Linked DNA regions of Mus musculus: all the other regions are linked to region 2. The links are chromatin contacts, called in public Hi-C and promoter capture Hi-C maps. All regions are on one chromosome and are shown on one strand. The core of a region is the stretch at or near the end of the contact, and the rest is flanking DNA. Distances in the headings are between cores, read along the strand shown. Region 1 holds the start of Ccl24 (chemokine (C-C motif) ligand 24). Region 2 holds the start of Pom121 (nuclear pore membrane protein 121). Region 3 holds the start of Baz1b (bromodomain adjacent to zinc finger domain, 1B). Region 4 holds the start of Tbl2 (transducin (beta)-like 2). Region 5 holds the start of Fzd9 (frizzled class receptor 9). Region 6 overlaps Baz1b (bromodomain adjacent to zinc finger domain, 1B).

Evidence for each region. Promoter capture Hi-C pulls out the DNA fragments that hold promoters and counts their contacts. Hi-C and Micro-C count contacts between places; a contact is called where the count stands out from the background.
Region 1: a promoter capture Hi-C map of embryonic stem cells shows a contact between it and region 2, with 9 times the contacts expected there. The contact joins the promoter of Ccl24 here to the promoter of Pom121 in region 2. A contact is called at or near these places in 18 of 39 promoter capture datasets (the 3T3-L1 cell line, 3T3-L1-derived adipocytes, the C10 cell line and 11 more), 3 of 15 datasets of contacts at CTCF or cohesin (embryonic stem cells, large pre-B cells and pro-B cells), 2 of 484 Hi-C or Micro-C datasets (nephron progenitors and uterus), 7 of 115 datasets of contacts at active chromatin or transcription factors (the 230-238 cell line, bone marrow-derived macrophages, embryonic basal ganglia and 3 more) and 4 of 9 other capture datasets (adipose tissue, liver, macrophages and 1 more).
Region 3: a contact with region 2 is called in a promoter capture Hi-C map of second pharyngeal arch cranial neural crest. The contact joins the promoter of Baz1b here to the promoter of Pom121 in region 2. A contact is called at or near these places in 6 of 39 promoter capture datasets (the C10 cell line, cranial neural crest, frontonasal cranial neural crest and 3 more), 5 of 484 Hi-C or Micro-C datasets (CD8 T cells, embryonic stem cells, muscle stem cells and 1 more), 4 of 115 datasets of contacts at active chromatin or transcription factors (bone marrow-derived macrophages, extraembryonic endoderm stem cells, memory CD8 T cells and 1 more) and 3 of 9 other capture datasets (adipose tissue, liver and pancreatic islet).
Region 4: a contact with region 2 is called in a promoter capture Hi-C map of pre-B cells, with 2.1 times the contacts expected there. The contact joins the promoter of Tbl2 here to the promoter of Pom121 in region 2. A contact is called at or near these places in 1 of 39 promoter capture datasets (pre-B cells), 2 of 484 Hi-C or Micro-C datasets (B cells and CD4 T cells), 2 of 115 datasets of contacts at active chromatin or transcription factors (bone marrow-derived macrophages and memory CD8 T cells) and 2 of 9 other capture datasets (liver and pancreatic islet).
Region 5: a contact with region 2 is called in a promoter capture Hi-C map of embryonic stem cells. The contact joins the promoter of Fzd9 here to the promoter of Pom121 in region 2. A contact is called at or near these places in 6 of 39 promoter capture datasets (cranial neural crest, embryonic stem cells, frontonasal cranial neural crest and 2 more), 3 of 484 Hi-C or Micro-C datasets (embryonic stem cells and stem cell-derived epiblast-like cells), 1 of 115 datasets of contacts at active chromatin or transcription factors (memory CD8 T cells) and 3 of 9 other capture datasets (adipose tissue, embryonic stem cells and pancreatic islet).
Region 6: a contact with region 2 is called in a Hi-C map of embryonic stem cells, with 2.4 times the contacts expected there. The contact joins the enhancer-like site here to the promoter of Pom121 in region 2. A contact is called at or near these places in 7 of 39 promoter capture datasets (the C10 cell line, cranial neural crest, frontonasal cranial neural crest and 4 more), 23 of 484 Hi-C or Micro-C datasets (B cells, the G1E-ER4 cell line, LSK cells and 13 more), 3 of 115 datasets of contacts at active chromatin or transcription factors (embryonic forebrain, extraembryonic endoderm stem cells and large pre-B cells) and 3 of 9 other capture datasets (adipose tissue, embryonic stem cells and pancreatic islet).

What each region holds. Positions count from the first base shown.
Region 1 is chr5:135,570,851-135,574,557 of GRCm38.p6, reverse strand. Ccl24 (chemokine (C-C motif) ligand 24) reads left to right here and starts at 1,509. Exons shown (of 3, transcript NM_019577.5): 1 at 1,509-1,658; 2 at 1,865-1,982; 3 at 3,595-3,707. The coding sequence starts at 1,586.
Region 2 is chr5:135,392,674-135,396,636 of GRCm38.p6, reverse strand. Pom121 (nuclear pore membrane protein 121) reads left to right here and starts at 2,091. Exons shown (of 13, transcript NM_148932.2): 1 at 2,091-2,700. The coding sequence starts at 2,132.
Region 3 is chr5:135,185,030-135,189,130 of GRCm38.p6, reverse strand. It overlaps Baz1b (bromodomain adjacent to zinc finger domain, 1B), which reads right to left and starts at 1,808. Exons shown (of 19, transcript NM_011714.2): 1 at 1,375-1,808. The coding sequence starts at 1,481.
Region 4 is chr5:135,147,719-135,151,387 of GRCm38.p6, reverse strand. Tbl2 (transducin (beta)-like 2) reads right to left here and starts at 1,702. Exons shown (of 7, transcript NM_013763.3): 1 at 1,524-1,702. The coding sequence starts at 1,650.
Region 5 is chr5:135,249,613-135,253,219 of GRCm38.p6, reverse strand. Fzd9 (frizzled class receptor 9) reads left to right here and starts at 2,173. Exons shown (of 1, transcript NM_010246.1): 1 at 2,173-3,607. The coding sequence starts at 2,191.
Region 6 is chr5:135,221,736-135,225,339 of GRCm38.p6, reverse strand. Baz1b (bromodomain adjacent to zinc finger domain, 1B) reads right to left here. Exons shown (of 19, transcript NM_011714.2): 8 at 3,244-3,382; 9 at 2,122-2,255. Among named protein-coding and RNA genes, the nearest start is that of Fzd9, 28 kb to the left of the region's middle. Within about 2 kb of position 1,394, at least 9 of the 459 cell types and tissues checked have an H3K27ac peak or open chromatin away from gene starts, as enhancers often do. A contact at or near this core is called in embryonic stem cells, where this site is marked.

The DNA.
Region 1 (3,707 bases), core at 260-2,759, 180 kb before region 2:
GGGCAATGAGTCTGAGTATCTGGATTCCTTTATGTCTGTCTTGCCTTCTGAGCTCAACTTCCTGAGATTCTGGTGCTCCCACCCTAGCTCTGGTCACCCCAGGCACCAATCTCTGAAATCTCTGGCTTAGGGGAAATTGTCTCAGACCTGATCAACTTCTTATTTATTCTAAAAAGGCTGGGCACAGGACTGGGGACTTGATGGGCACAGAAATAAAATGTTTCTCTATATACCTGTCGACTATAACACATGCTTAATAAAAGTTTGATGGATCTATAATGGGTAGATGGATGGATTGATGGACTAGTAGGTGAATGGATGGATGACGCATGGACCAGTCATGAAGGCATTGGTAGTTGTCTAGAGGATTGCTACGTATGGTTCCCTACATGGACAAATTGAACTTATGGGAACGACAGAAAACCAAGTCACAGAGAAAAGAAAGTTACCATTTTATCTTTTCAGGGTGTGAAGGGCCCTAAGTTCAAAGTCCTTAAATGGATGCAATCTTGTGTATTTTATAAGGTCCCAGGGTCCTCCTCTCCCCTCTATTGGTCCTGTTTAGATACCTACCCCTGTGTCTTCTTACCATCTCTCATCCTAATGTCTTCTGGGAACAAGCCATCATCTCAGAGAGCCTGCTTTTGCTCCTTTTAGTCCCCTTTAGATGGATAGATGGATGGGCAGGTAGAGTGAGGGATGGATGGATGGATGGATAGATGGATGGATGTAGAGATCAATGGAAGAATAGGTAGAAAGAAAGATGGACAGGTAGATGTACGTATGTATGAACAGGTAGACCAATGGATGGATAGATAGATCAATGGATGAATGGGTGGAAAGATGGATAGACAGGTAGATGAATGAATGGATAGATAGATGGATAGGTAGATGTATGTGTAAATGTATGTATGTATGTATGTATGTATGTATGTATGTATGGACAGGTTGATCAATGGATGGATGATAGGCAGATCAAAGGATGTATGGATAGATAGATGGATGGATAGGCAGATCAGTAGATGGATGGATGGATGGATGATGGATGGATGGATGGATGGATGGATGGATGGATGGACAGGTAGATGGATGGATAGATGGATGAATGGTTGGATGGATAGACAGACAGGTAAATCAATAGATGAATGAGTGGACAGAAGGCAGGGAGATAAGGAGGACTCTACTCACTATGCAGCTACAAAAACTGAGGCTCAGAGAACCAAGTAACTTACCCAGGATTTCACGCAATAAGCCACAGAGCAAAGTCATCTAAAACATTTTCCCTTGGCTGTGGCCCAGGCAGGATGACAGCCCTCCCCCAGCTTTCTCTTGCCAGAACCCCAAATAATTGCTGACTCCACTGGACAAGAAATGGGCAACAACTTCCCCATTTTTTGGACCACAGAATGCTCAACGATTTTCGAGGAAGTCCGTGGGGGAGAGGGCGGGAGGGACACCAGAGCCTCTATCTCCTGAGCTGTCCATATAAAGACCAGTGGGAGGGAGATCGGGGTGTCCTCATATCTCCAGGATCTCTTTTCTGCACCCCAGCTTTGAACTCTGAGCTGTGCCTGACCTCCAGAACATGGCGGGCTCTGCTACGATCGTTGCCGGCCTCCTTCTCCTGGTAGCCTGCGCGTGTTGCATCTTCCCCATAGGTGAGACTTCTGGGCCAGTGTGGGGCTGCTGGTAGCAAAAGCTTCTAAGGCCATGGCTGGTTTGGCACAGTGAAGGGTGAGGGAACCAAGAAGTCTGGAGCTGGGGCTGAGGGAGGCACTAAGTGGCTGGGGTATGACAGGCTCTGTGTCTGCAGTTGAGCCTACGGCAGGCTGGATACTGACCTGATTCTTCTCTTTCCTTTCAGATTCTGTGACCATCCCCTCATCTTGCTGCACGTCCTTTATTTCCAAGAAAATTCCAGAAAACCGAGTGGTTAGCTACCAGTTGGCCAACGGCAGCATCTGTCCCAAGGCAGGGGTCATGTGAGTATCTAACTCCAGGGTCCCGAACTCCAGGGTTCTCCTCCTCCCGAGGAGGTCCAGCCCTGGGCATCTCTGAAGAAGGCACTAGACTTCATGAACTTCAGCTTCCTCACCCAGGAAACTAGGGGGAGAGCAGGGCAGGGAGGTAGGTCAGTTCGTAGTATGCTTGCTTAGGATACATGAAGCCCTGCGTGGTTCCATCCCTAATATCACATAACAACCAGGACATGGTATAGGCCAGTAATTCCAACACTCAGGAGGCTAAGAACATCCACAAAGTACCAAATGTGGGCAAGGTATTGTGCACGGAGGGAAATACATGATATGCCATCAGTCTAACTAGTCTTCTCAACAATTTCATAAGACAATGCCAGAACCCCTGCCTAGAATCCCCCAGGGAGGGGCTGGGGACGTGGCTCATCAATAGTCTACTTTCCTAACTTGTAGAAAACTCTGGGTTTCATTCCCAGCATGGCAAAACCAAAAACAATCTCACAGAGAACATAGGACTTTTTCCATTTTAATGAAGGTAGTTGAGGCTCAGTAAGACCTCAGGCTCAAGGCTGCATGACCACCCAGGTCTCTAGATTTCACATAGCTTCAGAGCCACCTTTTCACCTGGGGTAACAAGCATGACCTCGTGTCTTAAGCTATGCTGTACAGGGGGAATGACATGTTAATATTCCCCCAGCTGACATCAGAGCGTCCCTGAGAGCTGGCACCAAAGGGGGCATCCAGGGCTCACCTCTCAGCTATAGCAGGCCCAGGAGCCATGTTTCCATGCCTAGTGTGATCTGATGATGTTTACCTTTAAAAAATGGGTATGTGTGTAGATGAGCTGGGCATGAGTGTCCACGTCATGTGTGTGCATGTCTGTGGAGACCAGAGGCTAATTTTGGGTGTCACCAAGTATACTGAGCACCTCCTTCAAAATAGAAGTCTCTCTCTCTTTTTTTAATTAAGTTTTGTGTGTGTGTGTGTGTGTGTGTGTGTGCATGCACACATGCATGCACTCTGCAGAACATGTATAGGGGTTCTCTTATTCTACCCTGTGGGTCCCAGAAATAGAACTCAGGCTTGGCGACAAGCACTTTCCCTGCTGAACCGTCTCTGGCTTCCTCACCGGCCTGGAGCTCACCAAGTAGTTTAGGCTAGCTGGCTGTCAAGCTGTGGGGAATCCCCCTAGCTCTGCCTCCTCAGTGCTGAGATTACAAGCTCATGCCACCATGCTTGGAGTCCTGACAATTGAACGTGTATCCTCACAGTTGTAAGGCATACATTTTCCCCAGCTAAGCTGACCTCTCAGATCTGTTCTCCTGCTATAGATCTGACACAGACCATATCTGTATCACCATATCCAGCACCATACTTCAAAGGCAGAGCCTCCTTTGTCTCACAGGGACGCCACAGAATGAGCGTATCCGCACACTCCACCATCCTGTCCCCCAGTGGTAAAACACAGAATTCGCAGAGAAGTCTCATGTCAGGGGCTTCCTAGCGCCAAGGGCAGGCGGGCAGCTGAGACTCGCTTGCGCTCACTTCCTCATAAAGGGAAGGTTAGTCTCCACACCTGGCAGGACGTCAAACTAAACCCTGCCCTTCTTTCCTACAGCTTCATCACCAAGAAGGGCCATAAGATCTGTACTGACCCCAAGCTGCTGTGGGTTCAGAGGCACATACAAAAACTGGATGCCAAGAAAAACCAGCCTTCTAAAGGGGCCAAGG
Region 2 (3,963 bases), core at 842-3,341:
TTCACTCCCTCTCTGTAGGGAAATGGGGGGGGGGGGAGACTGAAGGAGTAGGCTGGGATTCCCAGCAGACTTGACTCACTTTGCCGTTTTGTTAACAATTTTCTTAAAAAAAAAAAAAAAAAGATTTATTTACTTATGTGAGCACATTGTTGCTGTCTCCAGACACACCAGAAGAGGTCATCAGATCCCATTGCATATGGTTGTGAGCTACTACCATGTGGATGCTGGGAACTGAACTCAGGACCTCTAGAAAAGCAGTCAGTGCTCTTAACCTCTGAGCCATCTCTCTAGCCCTAACTACGATTTTCAAAGGACAAGTACAAGCGTCGGGTAGCCTGGTCGTGTGTCCTTTAGGCAGTGCTTCAGTGAGACCATAAGGCCAGTGGTTCTCAACTTGTGGGTACTGACCCCTCCACCCCAAGACCATCGAGAAAACATCATCTACACTACAAATCATAACGGTAGCAAAATTACACTTAGGAGGTAGCTTTATAGTTTGGGGGTTGGGGGATGTCACCACAACATAAAGAACTGAATAAAACGGTTAAAGCATTAGGAAGGTTGAGAACCACTGCATAAAACCAAGGTGGACAGATAAGGCTGTGTGTGTTTGTGCTTTAATGGATAAGCCTGGGACTGCCCTCTAGTGGCCGATACACAACAAACCCCTACTGGATTACACCTCAGAAACTAAGAATGGCACTGAGCAGGACCACCCTGTTTCTTAACTATCACCAGTGCCCACTGTACTCACTGTCATTTACCAGTTCAGCTAGTTTTATTAACAATATGCATCGTCTCTAAACTCTAATCCCTGCCTCTCCCCGCTTCTCCCTCATCCATCTAGCCTTCCCTCCCCAAGTCTAGTCTTATCTTACTCTTGATTGTGGAGGAATAGCTCTCAGTCTATCATCCTCAAAAAAAGAAGAAACAAACAAAAGGAGGAACGGAGGGAAGGATGGAAAGGGGGGAAATATGGACTGGGAAGATGGTTCCATTGGTACAGGGCTTGCTGAGCAAGCTTGCTTGAGCACAGTAGGAGCCCCTGTAATCCCAAGCACTGAGGTAGGCACAAAAAGATTTTGGGTCTTTTTGGCCAGCCAGCCTAGCCAGGTTGGTGAGCTCTGGGTTTAGTGAGAGACCCTGTGTCAAAGAATAATGTGCAGTGTAATTGAGAAAGACTTGCTGGGCGGTGGTGGTGCACGCCTTTAATCCCAGCACTTGGGAGGCAGAGGCAGGTGGATTTCTGAGTTCCAGGCCAGCCTGGTCTACAGAGTGAGTTCCAGGACAGCCAGGTCTATACAGAGAAACCCTGTCTCGAGAAACAACAACAAAGAAAAGAAAAAAAGGAGATTGAAAGACACTTGCCGTTGACCCTCAACCTCCACGCAAGTGTAAGATGTGATGGTGTGAATGTAATCCCAGCATACATTCAAGCAAAACACACATTTTAAAAAATTATTTTGAGACAGGGTCTCACTGTGTTGCTCCAGCAGGCCTGGAACTGACCTCGCTGCGATAAACAGTGAGCCTCCACACAGGGCCTGATTGGCCTTTTCCAATACAGGGTCTGACTGATCGGGTTTTATTTTGTTTTAGACGGGGAGGGTCTCACTAAGTAGCCCAGGTTGACTTAGAACTCGGGATCCTCCTGCCTTCACCTCCCAAATGCCGGGATTACAGGCGCGTGCCACCCATCTCCGTTCTGTGCCTTGATTTCTAACATCACTCCTCTGCAGTCCAGGAGCGTCAGGGAAACCTCCAGCGTCAAAAACCGGGCTGTACTTTTCTTCTTTTCTTTCTTTCTTTTTTTTTTTTTTTAAGTTTTGCTGTTTTGAGACAGGCTTTATGTCTCCATGTCGCGCTGGAACTGTCTTTGTGAACCAGGCTGGACTCAAACTCACGGAACTCCTCTTGCCTCCGCCTCCCGCGTTCTGAGAGGCAAGGCGTGCACCGATCCGCCTACCTAAGCTGTAATTTTTCAAACTAGGGCTCTCGCGCCGTGCTCCGCACGCGGCGGCGGTTTCCCCTTTCCACCCGGCGCGCCGCGTCGACGACAGTGACGTCGGCGGCGGCGCGCGGCGCGGTGTACCCTGGGATATTTAAGTCCGCTCCGCGGCGCGGAGCCGCGATGTCTCCGGCGGCTGCGGCGGCTGACGGAGGCGAGCGGCGGCGGCCCCCGTTGGGCGGACGGGAAGGCCGGAGCCGGGCCCGCGGCTACGGAGGACCGGCGGGTGCTGCGGCCCTCGGCCTAGCGCTGCTCGGCCTCGCGCTCTACCTGGTGCCCGCGGCGGCCGCGCTGGCCTGGCTGGCCGTGGGGGCGAGCGCGGCCTGGTGGGGCCTGAGCCGAGAACCCCGCGGCCCGAGGGCCCTGTCGTCCTTCGTGCGCGACGCGCGCCGTCACCCGCGGCCAGCTCTCACCGCTTCACCGCCTCCGGCCAAGTCACCAGTCAACGGTAGCCTCTGCGAACCCCGCAGCCCGCTGGGAGGCCCCGACCCGGCTGAGCTCTTACTCATGGGCAGCTACCTGGGCAAGCCCGGCCCGCCCGAGCCTGCCCTCCGGCAGGACCCAAGGGAGAGGCCGGGGCGCCGCCCACCCGCACGCTCCCCGCCTCCGGCCTCGGCGGTCCAGCGAGTCCACCACGTCTACCCCGCGCTCCCCACCCCGCTTTTGCGACCCTCCCGGAGGCCGCCCCACCGGTAAGCCCCGGCGATCTTCCCAGGGTGGGGTCTCTGCGGCCGCGGATTTGACGTAGGGCTCAACCTGTAAATCGGATTTAACTCACCTCCCCTTTTTCTTTTCTTTGCCTTTTCCCTTTCTTTTTATCTCTACGCCCTTCCCTCCCTTTTCCCATTACTCTCTTTTCTCTTTATTTTTTTTCTTTTTCTTTTTTTTTTTTTTTAAGAGAGGGTATTTGATGGCATAGGCTGTCTAATCTCAACCCCGTTCTTTGGCTGAGCCTGTCCTTGAACTCATCCTCCTGCCTCGTCTTCTGAGCGAGTTCACTGATAGGATTACAGGTTTGCACCAGGTTGTATGCTGTGCTGGGATAGAACCCACAGCTTCAGTCATAGCAGGCAAGCTTGCCCTCTACCTATTCCCCAGCCTTTGGGTTTTTGTTCCCCCCCCCCCCCCCCCCGGAGACAGGATCTCATGTATCTGAGCTGTCCCTTGAACTCATGAGGGTGACTTTGGATTGCTGACCCTCCTGCCTTCACCTACTAAATGCTGGGATTACCGGTGTGCTCCACTACACTCAACCCGGATTCTGGATAAAAGCATTTTTTTCTTTTTAAATTGCATATTCACAGGGAGATGAGAGGATAGCTTGCTGGAGTCCTTTTTCTCTTTCCACGTGAATTTGAGGTTGATCTTGGGTCTCCAGCTTGGCAGCAAGCTCCTTCACAAGACGTTTCACTGGCCTTGATAAGTCTGCTTAGTTGAGGTGGTGAATACCTGTTAATGTTTGGTTTTTGCTGTGTATTGGTGGTTAGTTGGGGGAAAGGAAAAAAAAAAAAACTATTCCTACACATCCCAACTGCATGTGCTTTTCTTCTGAAGTACCCATGTGGGCAAGGTTTCCAGTTTCCCTCTTAATTTGATGAAGTCTGTGGTAGAGACAGCCATTAAGCAACTGATATTTTCTGCCTTTGGATGAAATGGGAGAAATGTGCCAAAAAATGCTACGTTCTCTGCTGCTTAGAGAAATTTAAAGTCTGAGCTGTTAGTGTCATAGAGTGCTTTGTCCAGCATGCACACACCCCTAGTTTCTGCTACCAGCACTGTCTAACAGAAAAATAAGAGGTTGAAAGAAGTGTTAATGCCTCTTGTTTCTGCAGTCAGTTGAATTTGGTGTTCTTTTAAGACTGTGGTTCCAGACTGGAGAGATGACACAGTGGTTACTAGCACTGGCTGCTTGCTCTTCCAGAGGTCCTGAGTTCAATTCCCAGCAACCACTTGGT
Region 3 (4,101 bases), core at 559-3,058, 210 kb after region 2:
AGGGCCCTACGGTAAATTCCCCAAATATTGAGGAAAGGAAGGGGAGTAAAAGTATCCTAAATATTCAGAACATTTTATTAAATCTACACAGGTGATCGGCAATTCCATCACTTGGGAAGTTAGGAAGGAAAACGTCACACTTAGCTTCCAACACCTACCTTAGACATCAACCTAGGTTACAAGACAATTAAAAATGAAACAACAAAAAACAAAGCAGGAAAGAGGCAAAGGCCAAGAGCAAACTGAAATACTTCACTTGAATCCTTCCTGCTCTTACCTAATCTTTCCAAAGGAAAAGGGGTGGTAAAGATAGCAGGACAGGCAAGTTTGGTAAGGAAACTTAGCTTTTTAAAAAACAAATAAGCCTTAAAAGATTCAACATTCCCCCTACCGGGGGCGGGGGGGGGGGGGGGGGAAGTACTACAACTTTTAACTAAGAGGCTATGCTTGGTCAAGAAATCTTAAAGTAATGATTGGAAATGCTGACTTTGTATTCTAAAACACCAGTTTCACGTACCAGAGAGAGAGAGAGAGAGAGAGAGAGAGAGAGAGAGAGAGAGAGATTGAGAGACAGAGAGACAGGCAGACAGACAGACAGGATCGGGAATGCAGTGTCCAGCCTCTCTGAGTTCGAGGCCAGCCGGTGCTACATGAAGCGCTCCCTCAAAAAAAAAAAAAAAAAAAAAAAGACGGAAAAATGAAACTTCTAAGTGTCAAACTTCTGTGTTCTCTAGGAAATAAATGGCCACCAGAACCATCAATGTACCTTTCTGCTCCTTCCCATCTTCAGTGGGTAAAAAGTTAATGCCAGGTTTTGTGATTTACGGTTCTGTCAGTTCATCCCTGGCCTAAAGTCCACTCCGGAGGAGAAAAACAAAACCCACAAGCCACATCAGTGTCCCCGCACAGCCCACTCAAGACGCAGTAGAGGCTTGCACAAGCCGGATCACGCGGCTGCGCCGGTACAATTTCAAAAACTTAAACTTGACGGTTTCATTTCTATGAAAGGAGAGAGAAATAAAATGCGCAAAGGGAACCCGGCTACCCTCCCTAGTCATTTAGGGCCCGAAGCCAAGTTGGGGAGGAGGGGATTGGTGTTGCGATCACCACCGAGGCCCCGGGGACAAAGTAAGGGGAAAAGGGATGGAGGCGCGCGGTTCCGGGAAGGACGGCTGGAGACGGCCCGGAGGGATCTCGCCGCGGAGCTCCCAAGCCCGGGTAAAGCAGGGCCCCGGGCATCACGGCCCGCGGACGGCCCCGTGCGGTGACAGCTGCCCCGCGAGCCGCGCGCGGCCCATTCGCATCTCGCCATCTCCATCCCTCGCCCTGCGCAGCCGCGGCCGAGCGTCCACACCGCGCGCGGAGAAAGGATACTCCCGGGTGCGGAAGGCCTCCTGAGTGTGCGGGATGGTGAAGAGCGGCTCCTCTCCGGGCAGCGGTTTCACCAGCGGGAAGGGCTTGCGGCCCAGCAGCGGCGCCATCGCGGCGGCGCCGGCAGGGGACGGAGCGCCGAAGGCTCGGCCGCTCTGCTGCGCAGCGCTAGGCCCCGGCAGCCCCGGGGCGAGCGAGCGAGCGAGGCGCCTGGCTCCCGGGGCGATGGGGGAGGGGAGGGGTGAGAGGGCGGCGCGAACTCCGGCTTCCCTCAGAGCTGGCGGGACCGCGCCACGGCCATGGAAGCCAGGGGGACGCCTCGAGGGGAGAAAACGGAGAGATTCTCCTCGCCCCTTCCGGCGCCTTTCACCTCACGCCGATCTCCGCCGCGGCGGCCGCCAGTCACGACTCCTCTCCAGCGGGCACGGGAGGAAATTATTGAAAAATGGCGGGAGATTCCCTTCCTCCCCCCCGCTGCCGGGCCAGCGCACAGACTAACTTGCTTCTCCGTGGCGCCCTGGGGCGGAGGCTCCGATAGGCGGAGGGCTCGTCGGCCTTCGCAGCCTATTGGCTCAGAGAGGCTGCCGCTCCGAGGTCGAGTCCCGCCCCCTGGGCTCCAGCCGCGAAGTTGAGTTGCAGCGCAGCAGAGGGCAGTCTGAAAAGGTGAAAGGTCACGTTATGTAAGAGCCGGGGACGGGCGTGCGGGCCTCCAGTGGCGGACTTCAAAAGTAATGGGACAGCAGTAGGAGGGGGAGGACGAAAAGCGGAAGACTCAAAGAGGTCAGAGCAAAAAGCCCTGTCACTGATACAGACATTGCGCCATCTGTCACCGACGGCGACACCGACATCCGGGCACTCACTGTCCGTGTGCTGCGCCGGAGGGGGGAGGGGGAGCGCGCGGCCAGGGGCTTTGTCTTTCCACTCGCGCTCCGCCCCCCTTCTTAAAGGGGCCGCGCTCGGCCACGCCCGGGGATGCGCGGGTGGAGCTGTACTGGGCGGGAAGTAACTCAGGCCCTCTCCAAACTGAAGTTCCGCATTGGGGCGACTAGGACCCCAACCTTCCCCGACGCGGCATCACTGTAATTGAGAAATGGAGATTAACAGCCTGTTTTTTAAGGACTACAGGGAAGGATAATGAAGAACTTTCTTTAAAAATATGTGGAGGAAGAGCCGCAGAGCAGACTCAGGGGCTAAGATCTTGTACTCGTTCAGAGGACCCAAGTTCAATTCTTAGCTCCCACATCGGGTAGCTGGAACCTGCCTCCGGCTGCAGCTCCAGGAGTTCCCATTCCTCTTGCCTCCTCAGGTGCACGTACTCACGTGCACGTAACATCCCCCACCACGTGTGCACACATACACAATTTAAAAATAAATCTTGAAAGTAAAATAAACGGAAGAATAATAAAGAAGGTTTTCTGTATGTACATATGTAAAAGACTATATTCATTCATATATATGTGTGTGTATATATATATATGTGTGTGTGTATATAGTGCAACTAAGTGATGCAGGTTTTTGAAGCTGGACGGTCCTAAGTGAGTTTGTGACTAACCTGGGCTACAGTCTTACAGGCTGAATAGCAAATCCCTATAACAATAAATAAATAAAGCTATGTTAGAAAACATATGTATTAAGCTCATGGGGCTGGAGAAGTGACTCCGCATGCAATTAAGAGTTCTTCCAGAGATTCTGGGTCTGATTCACAGTTTTTGTGTTGGAGGATCACAATCGCCTGTGACTCCAGAGCAGTAGATTCTTGCAACCCTGTATACATACCCCCCCCATACACATAATTTAAAATAAAAATAAATGTACTATTAAAAAAGATGGGCCTAAAGGGATGGCTTAAGGTTAACACATACTGCTCTTGCAGAAGACCTGAGTTGGATTCCAGCATCCACATGCAATGGCTCTCAACCATTACTAACTCCAGTTCAAAAGGTCAAAGACGCTCTAGCGCCCTCTTTTGGTCTCTGAAGGCATGTGGGCATGCCTTCACACCCCCACTCCACCCCCACCTCTTCACATAAATAAGTACATAGTGAGACTCTGAAACCAACAATAACAATAATAAATTTAAATGTATAGTTCATTAATTAAAATCCTATTAAAGGATATGTATGTATAAATAAATAAACGTTGGGGCCAGAGATATGACTCAAAATTAAGAGTACTGGCTACTCTTGCTGGGAACTAGAGTTTGAGTCCCAGCACCCACATGGTGGCTCACAACAATCTGTAAGTTCAGTCCCAGAGGATCTGACACTCTCTTCTGGTCTCCTTGGGCACTGTACACATGTAGGGCACAGACACACAGGCAAAACATACATTCACACACAGACACACACACAAGAAAATAATAGTAAAAGCTGGAGAGTTGAGGATCTGATACTAGGTGGTCGTGAAGATCAGAATGCCAGCACTGGGAAGGAGAGGCAACTTGTCAGGCAGGACTATGGCCTATCATAAAGGGGGTGGAGTAGGGACAGGAAGCAAAAGAAGGAAAGGAGAAATGAAAGAAAAAAGGGAAGGTAAAGAAAAATGCGCTTACTGGGCCGGGACAGAACCACCTGGCACTGCCATCCTGGTTTTGTGAGACAGGTTCATGCCATGTAGCCAGGCCAGCCTCAAACCACAGGCCTCCTGCCTCAGTCTCCTAGCTGCATCCACCTCTCCTCTGTACCTTGGATTGCTCATTGCCTTCTGAATCTTTTCTTCCAATTGTTCTAA
Region 4 (3,669 bases), core at 453-2,952, 240 kb after region 2:
TATAGAAAACCTGTCTCAAAAAAAAAAAAAATAGTTAATTAAAATGAAAGCATATCTTGGAGAACTAGGTTTACACACCAAGCTGACACGTGTTAGGTAGCAGTAGATGCTCCCTAATTCTTACAGGAATTAAAACTTATTATTGAACTTGCTCATGGTGACCTTCAGCGTTAAACCAGATGCTGGACTGCTATTCTTTCAGCACTGGGATAAAATGCAGTGCCTCCGGTATCACAGGCAAGAGTTCTAACCCTGAGCTCTGTTCCTGACCCCTCACTAGGGGAATCCTAGGCAGGCGGTCTATGGCCGCACCATGTCCAAGCAGCCTCCAAGTGTTTCTGGAATCCCTTGTCTTCTTGAGTTTTGCTGCTGATAGAACTGTCTTTCTTGCAGGGCGATGGTGGCGCACGCCTTTAATCCCAGCACTTGGGAGGCAGAGGCAGGTGGATTTCTGAGTTCGAGGCCAGCCTGGTCTACAAAGTGAGTTTCAGGACAGCCAGGGCTACACAGAGAAACCCTGTCTCGAAAAACCAAAAAACCAAAACCAAAACAAAAACAAACAAACAAAAAAACCCAACAACAACAACAACAACAAAAAAAAAAAACCCTGTCCCGAAAAAACAAAACAAACAAAAGAACCTTCTTTCTTCCTTGGCCTCCCAGGCAAAATCCTACACTGGCATCCCTGAACAACTCACATCACAGATTTGGGGGTGTAGATCCGTGGAACAGCACTTGCTTGAGCCTCTGGGTTTCACCTACCCAGCACCTCACAAGGCTAGGTATGGGGAGCACACACACACTTGTATACTCCAATGCTCCCGAGACTGAGGCAGTAATAACCAGAGCTCAAGGCCAGTTTGGACAACATTGTGAAACCATGTCTCAGAAACTCACAATGGGTTCCCTACCCTCTCTGAAGAGTTCCCGGAATCCCCAACTTTTATTCCCTAAAAAATAAATAAATAAAAGCAGCAAGACCATTCATACTCTCGATCCTTTTATAGTATTAACTCCTTTGTGAAATTTAATACAATGTCTATTTCGCTTGCCTTTTCAGATGCTTACAATTTAGATCTACAGTGTAGACCACACTTTTACAAGCTTCTCGGTTACTGAACGTATTAAAAAGACCTCGAAGCTAGGTATAGGTAACAGGAGTTCAGAAAACGTTCCTGCCGGTCAGAGTTGGCTGAAGAGTATTTTCAAATGACCCCCATTTTCTAAGAACACGAACACATAGCAAACCTGGGGTCTGACTGAGCTTTCGTAGCAGCTCCGGGGACATAGGTGGTGGTGGTGGTGGGAGGTGTCCCAGGAAAAGTCACCGACCACGTAGCAGCGCAGCTCCCAGGTTCCAAAGAATCTTGTCCCTGGGGTGCACCTGCAACCCGAAACCTACACGGGAAAGTTCATCTCACAACCAGGGAAACTGAGGTCCGTGACTCTCCACGCTCCTCGTACCACGCGGCGGCCGGGAGCAAAGTCCCCAGAGTCACCGCCACCCGACCCGGTATACTTACAGACGGGCTGGCTGGGCTTCTCCTCGGCCCGCAGCCAGCCCCGCGCCACAGCCGCCGTGGCCACCAAGGCCAGCAGACCCACCAGGAGGGACAACCCCATCAGCTCCGGCATCTGCGGCAGCTCCATGACTGCGGGACAGCTGCCACCTCAGCCTACGACGCCGGCGTCCTCACGTCTCGGCGCACGAGGGGGCGGGGGAGGACAGTTGGCGCGCCTCGAGGGGCGGGGCTGGCCAGCGTTGGCCTCTTTGGGGCGTGGCTTGGTCCCAAGCGCACCTCGGAAGGCGGGACCTAGTCGTTACGATGCCCTATGGGAAGCGACCTGGCCGTTGGAGCGCTCTGCAGGGCGGAGGTTGGCCTCTTGAGCGCCTTGAGGGCGGGGCCTGGCCGTTAGCGGGCGCTGTGAGGCGGGGCCTGGCAGTTGGAACTCTATAAGGGCGGAGCCTGGGACGTGCGCGCCTCGAGGGGCGGGCCAGAAGGTTCCGTTCCCTGTGGGGCAGGGCCTGTCCGTTGGCGCGCTTGGAGGGACTGGGGACAGTTGCAAGTACTGTGGAGCGGCGATTGGCCTTTGGGGCGTCGTGAGGAGCCAATCTTGACGGTTTTCGTCTTTTGGGGTGGAAGAACTGGTAGTCTGAGTGTTAGGAGGAGCAAGACCTGGCCGTTGACACGACCTGAGGGGCGGGACTTAGCTGCTCGTGCTGGAGGCGGAACCTCGCGCGTTTGAGTGCTCACGTGCTCTGAGAGGTGGGGCCTGGATTTTTGAATCCCCCTTGGGGCCGGGTCTTCCGTCTGAGTTTATGAGGGGCGGGGCTTAGCTTTTGACCTGAAGAGGCAAGGCCTGGCTATTGGACTGGTTTTTGAGGGGCGGGGCCCAACGGTGAACAGCTTTGATTGAAGCTGTCTGCAAGAAGTTTTTCGGTAGCGGACTCAGACGGTCCAGCTCTCACCTCATCTTGATCGTTTATTAGAAGTTTTATTGCAGCATCGCCAAACTGGATCCTTCCAAGGGGCAGGGCAGAGGTTCTTATTCCCATTTGACCCGTGCTTTCGCTGCTGGGGAAGAGAGATGCCCTGTCCGTTGGTATGGGACAGCCTCGCAAAGCCCAAAGCGAGGGTGTCGTGGAGAGGTTGTGAATATTAGAAAAAGAAACGGCTAGAAAGGTCGGAAAGAACTGGAGATCCTAGAACACTGGTTTCATCAGACCACGCTAGTTATCATAGGAAGGCCCGGAGCAAAATCCATGGAGTATTTTGAACAAAGACTGAAGGTAGAAAGCAAACCAGGGAGATCACTTATTAATTCTGTACAAGAACGTGGGTTCGATTCCCCAGCGATGCGGAGAGAAACAACAAAACCAAAACTTACAATCATGTTGTGGCTAGGGATGTAACTCCATTGGAAGAGTATTTGACTAGCTTGCAGAAAGCTGAGTTCCTTCAGCAACCCATAAACCCGGTGTAGTAGTAATAGCCTATAATTCCACACTTGGGAGTAGGAGGCAGGAAGATCAGAAATTCAAGGTTTTCTTAGAATACATTTCGAGTTCCAGGGCAAGCTGAGCTATGTGAGACGCACAACAACAACTACAAAATAAACTGGAAGTTGCTGCAAAAATCCTCCAGGGAGGTGATAAGTACCTAGATTTGGGGGTGGCCTGAAGAGAGAAAGGGATGTCGAAAAAGATATAATTACGTTTTGGCCATGCTAGAGATTGAATCTTGGACAATCATTATGCTAAGCAGCTGCTCTACAATGGAGGCTATTATCTAGTCCCTGAAAAGGTTGTGAGTATGTATGTGTTTTACACCAATTGTGGGGGCATATTCCTTTAATCCCGGCACTTGGGAAGCAGAGACAGGTGGATTGCTTTTGAATCTGTGGCCAGTCTGGTGTACTCAAGCATACTCCAGGCCAGAGAAAGCTACACAGTGAGACTTCCAAAAGAAAATGTGTTTTCATATGTACATATATATGTGTGTATGTCATACATGAGTGTGAGTTTACATGTGTTCAGATGTGTGTGCGTGTGCACACGCACTCGAGAGCACATGTATGGAGGCCAGATATTGATGTCTGTTGGTTTTCCAGATGGCTCTCCACCTTATATGGTGAGTATTGGGGCAGGGTATCTTGCTAAATCAGTAT
Region 5 (3,607 bases), core at 924-3,423, 140 kb after region 2:
CGTTTGTGGGTGCTGGGGATCCGAACTCACGACCTCATGTTTGCCCAAAAAGCACCTATCTGCCTAAGCCGTCTCCCCAGCCCCGAGTTTAGGATCGCGAAGCAAGACCCAACCTGGGGACTCGCAGGGGCTCAGTTTGGCGTGCAGGGCTGGCTGCATCTTCACAAAGCCTCTTCTCTCCAGTCTTTTCGGGGGGGGGGGGGCTGGGTGCATGCCAGTGACACATATGTTTTTCTTTGTCCCTGCCGAGCTGCAGCTTTCTGGGAGCCGAGAGACTAGGAAATGACCACCCCATTTTCTCACTGCGGCCATCAGCGCTGCCCTGGCTTCTTCCTGAATCCCGGCTCTAAATATAGCAGGAGGGTATTGGCCAAGCCGTGTATGTGTGTGTGTGTGTGTGTGTGTGTGTGTGTGTGTGTGTGTGTGTGTGTGTGTGTGTGTGTGTGTGTGTGTGTGTGTGTACGCGTGTGCGCGCATGTAACAGGCAACTTTTAGCAGGGAAACAATGTGCCTGCCAGTCCTGACACCGAGGAGGTGTGTGAGCCTGAGTAGTATAGCTTTCCCTTCAGACTTGTACCAGAGACTCCGGCTTTCCTGTAGGGCCACAGTAGAGGCTGAAATCATCACTGTGAAATACCTGGCTCAGGCACTTGGGAGGTGGAAGTAGGAGGGTGAGAAGTCCTTTGATACATAAGGAATGTGAGGCCAGCTTGGACAACATGAAATAGTCTGGAAAACAAACAAATGGGGAGTTTGAGAAATGGATCAGGAATTGAGATCACTGGTTGCTCCTCCAGAGGACCTAGGTTCGATTCCCAGCACCCACATGGAGGTTCACAACTCCAGTTCCAAAGCCTTCTTAGGGCCTCCAAGGGTACCAGGCACACACGTGGTGCACATACAGATAGACAAGCAAAGCACATTAATAAGAAAATTTAAAAATTTAAAGCAAAGCAAGGCAACAACAAAACAGACAAGTGGAGGAGCCGGAGAGATGGCTCAGTATAAAGGTAGTCACCCCATCCCAGTCATGATGACCCGAGTCAGGGGGCAGGTATCCCGTGATAGAAGAAGAGTACTGACTCCCCAAGTTGTCCTTGCTTGCATGCAGTTTCGTGCGTGTCACACACACACACACACACACACACACACACATGCACACACACGCACACACAGACAGACAAACGGCAGGATGTGTGTGTGTGTGATAAATATAATGAAAACAAAACAAAATCAGCTTGGGCTGGGCACGTGGCTTGTCTAGCCTGGGTTCCATCCCTAGAATGAACAGCAGAAAAAACTCATGTGGGGGGCTGGCAAGATGGCTCAGCGGGTAAGAGCACTGACTGCTCTTCCAAAGGTCCTGAGTTCAAATCCCAGCAACCACATGGTGGCTCACAACCATCCATAATAAGATCTGATGCCTTCTTCAGGAATGTCTGAAGACAGCTACAGTGAGTGTACTTACATATAATAAATTAATAAAAAAAAAACCAAAAAAACAAAAAAACAAAAAACAACCTCATGTGGTGGCAGCCCTTATGAGGCAGGAGGATCAGGAATTCAAGGTGAGCTTGAGGCCAGCCTGGGTTATATGAGACCCTGTCTCAAAAACAACAGGATCAACAAAAACACCCTTAAGGGAAGAAGAGAGGAGAGGGGGAACAAGCAACTCCCTAGCCTGGAGCTTGGAGAGCTTGGGATGGTCCCCTCCCACCTGGGAAGAAAAGGGCGCACTTGATGCGAGGGAGTACATTGGGAGGTGCGTTCCCGCGGACTGTCGAGTCTGCAAAGGAAGGGAAAGAAATGAGCAGAAGAGAAGAAAAGCTGACCCACAACGTTGCCCACACGCCTCCAGCGTGGCAGAGAGGCGCGGCACCTTTAAAGCGCGACGGGGGCGTGCCCTGAGGGACTGCCCCGCCCCTGGGCGTGTCCTCCTACTGACCACGCCCTCGGGGTGCCGAGCCGCGGCGGCTGGCGGCGGAGACCACGCCGGCTCTGGCTGGAGTGGCGGCGGCATCGGCGGCGGCGGCGACGGCGGTGGTAGCGGTTGTTCCTCCGAAGGCGCCACGCGCTCCGGGACACACGTGGGCGGCCGAGAGATGGCGCGGGAGCCGCGACGTGGCGCGCAGATCCCGGGACGCGGGATGGAGCGGTGCGAGTGAGCCCGAGCGGCCGCGCCGCGGGGCGATGGCCGTGCCACCGCTGCTCCGCGGGGCGCTGCTGCTGTGGCAGCTGCTGGCGACGGGCGGCGCGGCGCTGGAGATCGGCCGCTTCGATCCGGAGCGTGGCCGTGGCCCCGCACCGTGCCAAGCGATGGAGATCCCCATGTGCCGGGGCATTGGCTACAACCTGACCCGCATGCCCAACCTACTGGGCCACACGTCGCAGGGCGAGGCGGCGGCGCAGCTGGCCGAGTTCTCGCCCCTCGTGCAGTACGGCTGCCACAGCCACCTGCGCTTCTTCCTCTGCTCGCTCTACGCCCCAATGTGCACCGACCAGGTCTCCACTCCCATCCCAGCCTGCCGGCCCATGTGCGAGCAGGCTCGCCTGCGCTGCGCCCCCATCATGGAGCAATTCAATTTCGGCTGGCCCGACTCACTCGACTGTGCCCGGCTCCCCACGCGCAACGACCCGCACGCACTCTGTATGGAGGCACCCGAGAACGCTACAGCAGGCCCCACAGAACCCCACAAGGGCCTGGGCATGCTCCCTGTGGCACCTCGGCCCGCGAGGCCACCGGGAGATTCAGCCCCAGGTCCCGGCAGCGGTGGCACCTGCGACAACCCCGAGAAGTTCCAGTACGTGGAGAAGAGTCGCTCGTGCGCTCCGCGCTGCGGGCCAGGCGTCGAGGTGTTCTGGTCTCGGCGCGATAAGGACTTCGCGCTGGTTTGGATGGCTGTGTGGTCCGCGTTGTGTTTCTTCTCCACGGCCTTCACCGTGTTCACCTTCCTGCTGGAGCCTCACCGGTTCCAGTACCCAGAGCGCCCGATTATCTTCCTTTCTATGTGCTACAATGTCTACTCCTTGGCCTTCCTGATCAGAGCGGTGGCAGGTGCACAGAGTGTGGCATGCGACCAGGAGGCAGGGGCTCTGTATGTGATCCAGGAGGGTCTGGAAAACACAGGCTGCACCCTGGTCTTCCTGTTGCTCTATTATTTCGGGATGGCCAGCTCACTTTGGTGGGTGGTTTTGACTCTAACCTGGTTCCTGGCTGCAGGCAAAAAATGGGGCCACGAGGCCATCGAGGCTCACGGCAGCTACTTCCACATGGCAGCGTGGGGCCTGCCAGCACTCAAAACTATCGTGGTCCTGACTCTGCGCAAGGTGGCTGGCGATGAACTGACTGGGCTCTGCTATGTAGCCAGCATGGACCCGGCAGCCCTCACTGGCTTTGTGTTGGTACCCCTATCTTGCTACCTGGTACTGGGTACCAGTTTCCTCCTGACCGGTTTTGTGGCTCTCTTCCATATCCGCAAAATCATGAAGACGGGAGGCACCAATACGGAGAAGCTGGAGAAGCTGATGGTCAAAATCGGAGTCTTTTCCATCCTTTACACAGTGCCGGCCACCTGCGTCATTGTCTGCTACGTTTATGAACGCCTCA
Region 6 (3,604 bases), core at 145-2,644, 170 kb after region 2:
GGACCAACACAGGGGAGAGAACCAATCCTACAAGGTGTCCTTTGACGTCTACATGCATTCACACATACGTATACACAAACATATCAATATCATATAGAAAAAAAAATCCTCAAATAGGCAGTGGTCATATATATATATACCTTTAATCCCTGAACTCAGGAAACAGAGAAAGGCAGATTTCTGAGTTTGAGGCCAACCTGGTCTACATAGTGAGTTCCAGGACAACCAGGGCTACACGGAGAAACTGTTTCAAAACACCCAAAAGAAAAAAAGGGGGTGGGGCAACAAAACAAAACAAATCTCCACTAGGATGCTCTAGATAAGCTTTTGAGAAGTCCTACATTCTATTGGAATCACTTCTAAATCTGAAGAGCCTGACTCTACAGTCAACTCTTCTCTAGTTCAACTGCATCAGATAGCACTAATATTATCTGTAAAGTATACCAAATCCAGAATGTGCTGCAAGGTAATATAATCTACACTTAAAATAACTTACCATAAAGAAGCCTTAAAGTTTTCAGATGTATAAAAGAAATGAGTGGTTTTATTATTAATAATGCTACATTAAGTTTGTTATTAGGAGTATCTTCAAAATCAAGCACTACTTTAAAACAAAAATAAAAAATACATTCCTAGAGAAATACAATTCTTGAGAAGCAGTCTTCATCAGGTTATTATAACCCAATGGTTCCAGAGGACCAGGGTTTAAATCCCAGAACCTATATGGCAGTTAAATCTGTAACTCTAGTTCCATAGAATCTGATGCCTCTACTGACTTTCGTTGGCACCAAATGCACACAGTGCAGACACACACACACACACACACACACACAAAATACCACATACTTTAAAAAAGACTTCAAAACCAGCCTAGGTTATATGAGATCCCAAGCAGGTGGTAGGCGGTCTCCCTGTTTTGTCCTTTTCAACAACTGGGCTCAAATATCACTCTGCTCCAGCCTTCCAAGGAACTATAACTATAGACGCATGCCACTGTGCCTCAGGCTCAGTCAATCCTTGCACCCACCCTACAGGTCTCACTACAGAGCCCAGGGTGGTCTCAAATTCACCACCTCCTGCCCACCCCAGGCTCCTAGTGCTGAGATTACTTGAGCAGTCCCTGACTTAAGATGAGATATGTCTATTTTTCTCCTTATTAGATTTGCAGTGAAATGACATTCAGGACCTTATCTGTCCTTTTTGCAGTCAAATCTCCAGCACATCTAAATTTTCTTTGCACAATACAAGGTATTTCAGAATTAATTTAAAAAGCAGAGAAAGAGGACAAATAACAGTTTCCTTGGTCTCCTACCTCAGTTTTAGGCTTGATGCCTCTACAGACATTAACAAGGTACAAAATCTGAAAGCTATTTCTGTAAAATCTACTACCCACAAGTATTCACTCCTCCTCTTCCCTCATTAAGCTAGGATCAGGGCTACCATGCTCTCTTCTCTCTGCATGCTCCTCTTCTCTCAGAAGCTGGGTGGTAATAAAGAAACCACAGCCGGGAAAGGGGACACAGGAAAGTCAGTCCTCCATGTGAATCCTAAACCACAGACAGTCCCTACTTAAACTATCTCAAAGCAAGGGTGGAAGTGCACACCTACAATCCTGGTACTCAAGAGACTGAGGCTGGAGGATTGACAGTTCTAGGCCAGCCTGAACTATAGCACAGCACTGCTTCAAACACATAAAAATATTTCATCTTTACAAAGAGGAAGGTCAAAACACACTCAAAAGAAACAGTCCTTAAATCTTTTTCCTAATAGCACCCTGCAGTTCTGTTTCCTGAGCTAGGGTGTGGCCACAGCTCGTAGGCAGCCACACACTCACTAAGGAAAACAGTACTCCAGTGTTTTGTGCTGGGCTGCTACACAGCTCAGACTTGTTCAATGCATTCTGGACATGACCACTTCCCGCCTGGAGCAGACACCATACTCAAAGCAGTGGTTCTCAACCTGCCTAATGCTGCAACTTTAATATAGGTCCTCATGTTGTTGTGACCTCAACCTAGCCTGATTATCAACTCCTAAGAAAAGGTCTCCCCCACCCCCCACTCCTCCACCCATGGTTAGGGATCACTGCTTTATGTCAACAACCTCTGCAGCAGATATACTTACTTCGAGGACAGTAGTCATCATCAGGTAAATTGCTGTGGTCTTTGCGGTGATGCTTAAACCGGTAGTCAATGCTATTATGGACCCAGCCCTTTTCAATGAATAATCCTGGGACTTCGTTTGAGAAGAGCCAGTATCTACAAAGCACAACAAGGATTAATTAGTAACACCCATGATAAGTGCAACAGTGGACAGAGAGACGGCTGGATCACTTTACTGCTAACAAGCAGGAGTAGCACTGGTCACAGCTGACAGTGCCTTCCTCACAATTTGACATAGAAGAGTTGTAAGGAAAGACAGGGTAACAAAGATGCCTTGACATCTGGAATTCATCTAATGTCTGTGTCACTTCTGTAATGTCTATTCTGTCTCATTAGGTTCCACACAAGGAATGAATTTAAAATACCTTACCTAAAAAACAAAAAAATTATTTTAAGTCTGTCATGTTTTGCCTTCATGTATACATGCATGACTGAGTTCAGAGAGGTTTTCAGAATCCTGGAACTAGAGTTACAAATGGTTTTAGTCCCCATGTGGGTGCTTAGACCCAATTCCAAGAACAGTAAATGCAAGAACAGTAAGTGGTCTTAAATCACTGAACCATCTCTTCTAAAATACTGAACCATTAAAAAAAAAAAAAAATTTTGGATTATAGTTCATCTGTCTGTATTATTTAAATTTTCTATCAATGATACCCTTGGGGACAAGAGGAGACTTTTGTTTTTTTTTTTTATTTGAGACAGGGTTTCTCTGTGTAGCCCTGGCTGTCCTGGAACTCACTTTGTAGACCAGGCTGGCCTCAAACTCAGAAATCCACCTGCCTCTGCCTCCCAAGTACTGGGATCAAAGGCATGCGCCACCACCGCCTGGCTGAGACTTTTTCTTAATCATAGGAATAGAACCCATGGTTTATGCAAGAGCTCCGATATAAGCTACCAACAAGCCTGGGAGACTGTCTTATCTAACGTCATAACCCTGACATCTGACACCAGTAGTAGTCAATAGTTGCACAATGAGAAATCATCGCTACAAACAGAACTGAAGAACTGAACAGAAGCAGTTTGTCTCTAGCACCTTAGCTAGCTTCCCTCTCAGAAGACACGGAAATTAAGTTGAGTAACTTACCTGTTATGGTTGCGGTCTGTACCAATAGGTGTCCTGCGCAGTACAAGTTTTGCCTTGGCAATCCCTTCCTGGAAAGCCTTCTCGGCAGCAGCCTTGTGTTTCCGCATTCGTTCCTCTTCAGCTTCCCGTTCCAATCTCACTGGTGAAGATTAAAAAAAAAAAAAAAAAAACAAGAGTTGTATGGAGCACAAGTTTCCCGGGCCTTCCTTTCTTCCTATGCCATGTAATATAGAACATGATAATCTATGATCCTCCCACATCCCTTACAACGTCTCACCCCTCACTGCCACAGGATCCCTAAACAGACCAGGATGAATTAAAAAGAAAATAATTCAAAGATAAGAGTGCACATGGAAGGAGG